2 separate regions of the Xenopus laevis genome follow, and region 2 is linked to region 1. The links are chromatin contacts, called in public Hi-C maps. All regions are on one chromosome and are shown on one strand. The core of a region is the stretch at or near the end of the contact, and the rest is flanking DNA. Distances in the headings are between cores, read along the strand shown.

Region 1 (3,543 bases), core at 431-2,930:
ATTACAAAGTTTGCACCAGGTCTAGTAACCCATAGCAACCAGTCATGTTTACCTTCAAAATGATGACTTTTTGCTATGAATTACTAGACCTGGAACTCTGAGACTTGCATTACCCCCTTGTGGCCAGCCTTCAGCAGTGAACTTGTCATTCAATGTGTACTGAAATCTTTGTAGCCCACATTTTTGGTATGTTTTAAGCATACCTCCCAAATGTCCCATTTTTCACGGGACAGTCACGATTTTGACAGCTCAGCCTGCAGTGCCGGGTTTGTTACTGAAATGTCCCGACTTTCTCTTTGATCTCCTGCACTGAATAGCTAGAAAAAGATACAAAGTTTCTAAACCTTAATTGGCTTTTGGCAGAGAGGCCAGAATACGTGGCAGGTGCACTTAGATACTTTTTTAACAATTTAAGATAAGCAAAGAAACAATGAACTATTTAAGATAAGCAGGTCTCTTGGGGACACTGACGTGCAGCTCCATTCAAGGAAACCTCTTTCAGCACAATGACTGGCAATTAGAACTGAAACTGCATGCTAACCAGCTGTTAACCAATCCAATAGGATCATGCAGCTGTTTGTAGGTCAGTCAGATGGGCAGAAAAAAGCACAAAAGCAAACCAACCCATGTAGTGATGTGTTTTCTAATCATTCTTTATTTTGGATCAGCTTTCAGTTTAGTCTCAGATAATTCACTTAAATCTTGTTAGGTAATATAAAAAAAAATATGGTTAAAAAATTGTATGTAGGAGGAAGCAAGTTTTTTACTTTGTTTATATTCAAATTATTTGATGCTCTAAAGTTACTTAAAGGAGAACTAAACCCTAGTTAAAAAGTAAAAAAAAACCTACCCCCTTACCCTACATAGACCCCTGTCCCTCCCCCCCCCCAGCCTAAGTGTTTCCCCGGACAAATGCCCCTAACTTTTTACTTACCCCTTGGTGCAGATTCAGGCATCAGAATTCATGGCGCCATCTTCAGCCGCTTCGGTAATCCTCAGAATGAGATAATTTTTGCGAGTTTCGGCGCATGCGCAGTTGTCACAACACAGGAAATTGCTCCAACTGCACATGTGCCGCCACGCCGGTCTCATTCCGAAGTTTTCAAAAGAGAATATGATGTCGCCCGTGAACTCCAAACGCCTGAATCTGCACCGAGGGATAAGTAAAATGTTAGGGGCATTTGCCCGGGGTAGTACTTAGGCTAGGGGAGGAGGGAGAGGGGACTGTGTAGGGTAGGGGGGAGTAGGGTTTTTTGAACGTTAGGATTGAATTCTTCTTTAAAGAAATACTAGCGCATTCCAGGGTTTAACCTGGTAGGTTTTGGGTGCACTGGATAAAAGAGGATATGACCGAATATGGCAGTAACCTGAACACAGTATATATATGACAAATCATTTTGATTGGTTTTAATTTTAAAGTGCAGTTGTGCTAATTTTCTCAGGATTTGCTGAAGGACAACTGTGCTATTTAAGGTAATGCAGTTATAGTAATCCTTTATTATAACTCTAACCCTATTAAAATCTTCAGCCCTAAGAAATAAGTTAAGAGGATTGTTCTTAGGAACTGGGAACAAAGGGGGTTAAGTGCATGTGTTTGTTTATGTATGTGTAGTGTAAACACAGTGCATTTTGTGCAAGCTTAGGTCTCAAGTTAAACCTAAAGCCATATCCTTACACAGGGTGTGAATAGGGCCCGTCATCATCTAGTCCCTAGTTTATGGCAGAGTCCGTGGCTTTCCATCTCCCACAGACAATGCCAGATCCGTGTTTACCTTGCAGAGTATCTCCCACACCCACTAGATAAATACGGGCAGACGCATCGCGGGTTTCATGAGCCACAGAATATCTTTTGGGTGCTGTAAAAATGAGCACATCTTGCCAGCAGCACCCTCCTCCCTCTGAAGCAGTCCTGTGTTGTATTAACAGTTTCGCTGCTCATTTGTAGTACAATAGAATGCTGTGTGGAATACATTGCTGCTAGGGAAACTGCGCAGAGTAGTTCTTTCAGCTGAGTGGTGTGCTGGTGTTCTGTGGTCTAAAGCTGGCCATAGACGCAAAGATCCGATCGTACGAAGATTCGTACGATCAGACTTCCCCATCTCACGACCTGCCACTAACCATTCCGATCAAATAAAGTAGAAAAGGACAGATCAGCCGATGTTCTGCCCCTGACAGCAATCGTACGAAAGTTATGTCCGACAAAGATAGTGACAATAGCGACAAAGATAGTGAAAATCGTACGATCAGCAATACATGTCCGATCTATCAAACGACCGATGTCCGGAATCTCCACACACGGTCTGAAAATCGTACGAATCCTCGATTCGTATGATCAGATCTTTACCCGCAGGGGAGCACAGGAGTAGACGCACTGACTGTCAATGGGGCTGTACTCACACAGACGCATGTAAGCGTCAAACGCAGGTTGGGATTTTACCTGCGTTCGACGTATACATGCGTCTGTGTGAGTACAGAATGTTGCATTCCACCTGCGTTCAGAGCTTACCTGCGCCCGTGTCAGTACAGGCCCCTTCAGAAGATTTGGTTGTGTTTCTTCCTGCGGGGCAATGGTGCATGTTTTTTTGGTGTGAACAGCAAAACACTTTGTGTATTTGCATTGTGTGATTTAGGGATTGTGTCACTTATGTGAATTCCCCCCATAGTGTACTCTAAATGCAGGAACTCAACACAGAGGCTTCTGTTTAAATACATGCAAATGCAATTTTGTTTATGCTTTCTTAGGTGCAGAGCAACATGCAAATACTAAACAATGTGTGTGTGTAGCCAAGTCAGCTGTTTATATGCTACAATAAAGAAGCAGACAGCAGTATTCACTTAACCCCTTCCAGTTTTAAAATGCACTGCAGCTTACTTCTGCCCAGGGTATATATTAGAGTTTTGGAAGCTAGAAGGTTAATTTCTTGGGTGAAATAAAAATATTTATTTAGTAACCTGTGTCCTCAATGAAGACGCATGACCCACGCCTGCCCTGGCACAGTGTAGCACTGACATTCTTTCTGAGCACACATATGAGCTCAAAATGGAATGCACCTTTTGTAAATGTCAAACAATAAATTAGAGAGGCCATAGAAAGGCATGACCTGTATTAGTATATGCAATCATATGATTAATGCTTTGCAGCCATACAACTGTATATTTTTTGGATATTCATTCAGCAGTAAAGAGGTTAATTTTGTTGTCCATTGATCATACTGGAAAGTGCCTTGTTAACACACCCTGGTGTGATAACCTTGTTAGACCTCAAAATATTTCACTGGGAGTTATTGCAAGGTTTCTGAGCCAAACGAAACACTGCTAAATACACACAGAGCTGTGTCATTCTCTGCAGTTTCCAGCCAACCACTACTTTTGTGTAAGACCTTTAAATATTCTATTCACAAGCTTATTTAGCATTTAGTTCATTACATTACTATGAGAATAGCTCATGCTTGTATTTAGCTAAAGTACCCGTAGATTATACGATAAATTGCATTATAGCTGTTGTTTTAGCTGTAGCCCATAACCAGCAATTCATTTTGATTG
Region 2 (3,543 bases), core at 716-3,215, 190 kb before region 1:
TGGGTAAATAGATAGGCTGTGCAAAATAAAAAATGTTTCTAATATAGTTAGTTAGCCAAAAATGTAATGTATAAAGGCTGAAATGATTTGATGTATAACATGTCAGTTAGAATACTACTTCCTGCTATTTAGCTCTCTTGTTTTACACTGACTGGTTACCCTGGTTACCAGGCAGTAACCAATCAGAGACTTGAAGAGGGGCCACATTGGTCATATCTGTTGCTTTTGAATCTGAGCTGAATGCTGAGGATCAATTGCAAACTCACTGAACAGAAATGTACCATGTGGCCCCCCTTCAAGTCGCTGACTAACTCAGAGTTATAGAGCTGAAAAGCAGGAAGTTGGATTCTGGCTGTTTTATTAGACATCTGTTCACTCCAGCCTTTATATATTACATTTTTGGCTAACTAACTATATTAGAAACATTTTTTATTTTGCACAGCCTATAACCCAGTTTTTATTTTCACACTGAACTGTTCCTTTAAGGGGATGGGAAATTGGCACCCACTGCTCCTCCGGTAGTTCCCACTGTCCCCTGTGGATAACACAGCTCGCCGAGCACATGATATAACAAAACCCCAGAACAAATACCAGGCTTATGTTTCGCAGGCAGAGCAGGGACCCCACAGGCAGAGTATGGCACACACATGGAGCATAGGGAAGGCAGAGTATGGCACACACATGGAGCATAGGGAAGGCAGAGTATGGCACACACAGGGAGCATAGGGAAGGCAGAACAGAGCAGAAGACAGGGAAACCTTTTAGGACCACTCTAAGATGTACTACATACAGTTTCTGGGGGGGGGGTTCACCCTCCCAATCATCAGGAAACGTTGATACTAGTGGTGTTATAAAATAAAGAAAGGGGCTCTTCCCCAACTGCATGAAAAAAAATGTGGGTGTGCGGATCTGTGTACAAAAATTGCTGGCTTCTACATGCTTTGTGTAGCTTTTATTCTAGTATGGTAGCTATCTATTGGGTTTTTAGAACATTCCCTTCAAATGCCACTGCAATAACCCACCATCTCTGTGTAAGGGCTATGCAGTTTGTTTAGCAAATCCCTCATGACTTTCTTGGTTTTGACTCAAAACTTGTACGCAAGCGGATTTAATCTCTTTGACGTTCGTACTCAAGCACGGAGGGGAGGGTGTGCATTAGCACGGGGGACTGGGGGTGGGTAGAGCTGTTAACGCAGCACGGCAGCTCTTTTCTCCATTGTGTCTTGCACCCTGGAGGTAAATGCTTTCTCAAAGCTCCTTTTCCTAACAAGCAACTCCTGAACCTACTTGCACAGCATTTAATTGCCAGGGAGTGAAAGGCACAAAACCTATTTATGCCTCCCTAGCGTGAACTGGTGGAGGTGAGGCGTCTCAAACAATGCAGTAAACAAAGGGACATCTCTTTTCCTTTTCCTTTGTAAACACTTAAAATACCTTGTTATGGCTGTGCCTGTGTGTCATTTTGATTTGTGGCTGTATACTGTCCTACAATATATGGTAGGTGATAACACAAGCTGCTAAATAGTATTAATCTTCTTACTAACACCTGTATCTAAGAAAAACCCTATGGAAATAATAAGGTCATTTAGCTATTTCAGGATAGGTTACCCAGCAAAATAGAATTGAAGAAATATTGCCTTCATATAGCTCCGTTGTAAACATAATGAGATTTTCGTTTGTTGCTGGCTGGGGCACCTCTAATTCTTGGGGCTATGCTCCTTTTTCTTCCTTATCCGAGACCCCTAAGATTAGGGATCTCGTCATCTATACTCGTTTGTATGTAGGAAAGAATGCTGTTGTCATGGTCTCTCTCTCCAACTGTGGACTTCTCCTCATATATTTGTAGATCTGGCAGTGGTGTTTATTTGGGCTATATTTGTATATTTATATCTGGCACACACAGTCAGAAACGTAACTAGAGGGCGGCAGGCCCTGGCGCAGGACACTCAGCCAGCCCCGAGGGGGTGCGGGCCCTGGCCCGCTCACACCCCCTGCTCCCCCGGTAGTTCCGCCACTGCACACAGTCCTACTGGTGGTATAATTGTTTTTTACCAATCCATGTTGGTGGCAAGATACTAGACATAAAAAACAATCCATCAGTACAACAGCTTAAATAGGAACTAACAAGGAAGTTAAAAAATAGAAGGAATTCTGGGGAGGAAGCCCAGGATTGCTCCTAAAATTTTTATTAACATGGAATTCCCTGATCCTCAACCACTGGGTTTTAAAGCACAGTCAATGCAGTACACTGATCAAATTCCTGGTTTCTTCCTTTATGAGGCTCATCGGTGTGCAATGCAGACAATGCAATAAATAATAAAGCTATACATATTAACTGACGTAGTAGTAAATAAGTTAAAGGAAAACTATACCCCCCGAACAATGTAGGTCTCTATAAAAACATATTGAATAAAACAGCTCATATGTAAAACCCTGCTTCATTTAAATAAACCGTTTTCATAATAATATACTTTTTAGTAGTATGTGCCATTGGGTAATCATAAATAGAAAATTGCTATTTTAAAAAATAAGGACCGCCCCATGGGATCCAAGGATTCACGGTGCACACAAACAAACCATACATGTTAGGTCACACGAGCCAATTAACAGACAGAGACATGTCTTTTGCTTCCACACTTCCTCTAAGAGTTGTAGTATTTCTGGTCAGGCGATCGCTGAAGCAGCACACAGACCGTCACAAAATGTTGATGACAAGGCAAGAGATGTAAAGGGCAATATTTACTTAAATATATATAACAGTTTGGTAAGATTCTTTAATATGCCACTTAATTTGATATAAACTATCGGTTACTTAAGTATTAATTTTGGGTGTATAGTTTTCCTTTAAGTGATTTCTTGCAGTCAAAAGTATAATGGTGGGATTTCCTTCCATAGAACACAGTAATTCTGCAGCTTCAATGGAATGGCCCCTGCAGATGTTTAACTTGCACACAGTTGTACTGAATTTGACCCAGAGTCTTTTGTTCAATTTTTCTTTGTCTCCTCTGAGCTGTAGCCTTGGTGCCCTCTCAGCCCTTTCTCCTCTCTGTGAGGTATCATCTTGAAGCTCAGAGATATAGCTTGTTCTTCATAGCCGGATCTCAGTGCATCCTTGAATCAATCTTTCCTATTTCTCCTTGTTAAGAACCTCCCAGGGGACTCAATGACATTGCACGGAATGCCAGTAATAACTGGCTGGCTCTGTGTTGGGCGCACAGTGTCCTTATTCGCAGGGCAATGACAGAAGACTGGCATGGGTACCTAAGAATCCTTTCACAGTGCAACACTGTAACCCAATAGGTGGTTTCCCCTCATTATTCATAACATTATGGAGCAGTGTAGGTAGTAGGTTTAGCAACAAAAACAGGTTTCCAAATATGCTTGTTTCTTGGTATAGATTTATATTGTTCTTGATGTTAAATCACAGCACAGTTTGGAAACACAAAGGTGTACTTTGTAGTTTGCACAAAACATTTCTTTTCCCTGTTTGGGAGCTGCCATATTGTTTACTTTACAACACCAGTATTTACTATACTATGATGT

What was found. A called contact is a pair of places that touch in the nucleus more often than the background predicts.
Region 2: a contact with region 1 is called in a Hi-C map of animal cap, with 4 times the contacts expected there. The contact joins two enhancer-like sites. A contact is called at or near these places in 3 of 4 Hi-C or Micro-C datasets (the XL177 cell line, the XTC cell line and animal cap).

Annotation. Positions count from the first base shown.
Region 1 is chr4S:47,045,473-47,049,015 of Xenopus_laevis_v10.1, reverse strand. It overlaps a transcript of gse1.S not described here. Among protein-coding and RNA genes, the nearest start is that of gse1.S, 22 kb to the right of the region's middle. Within about 2 kb of position 1,680, at least 1 of the 7 cell types and tissues checked has an H3K27ac peak or open chromatin away from gene starts, as enhancers often do.
Region 2 is chr4S:47,230,928-47,234,470 of Xenopus_laevis_v10.1, reverse strand. It overlaps a transcript of gse1.S not described here. Among protein-coding and RNA genes, the nearest start is that of LOC121393266, 69 kb to the left of the region's middle. Within about 2 kb of position 1,965, at least 2 of the 7 cell types and tissues checked have an H3K27ac peak or open chromatin away from gene starts, as enhancers often do.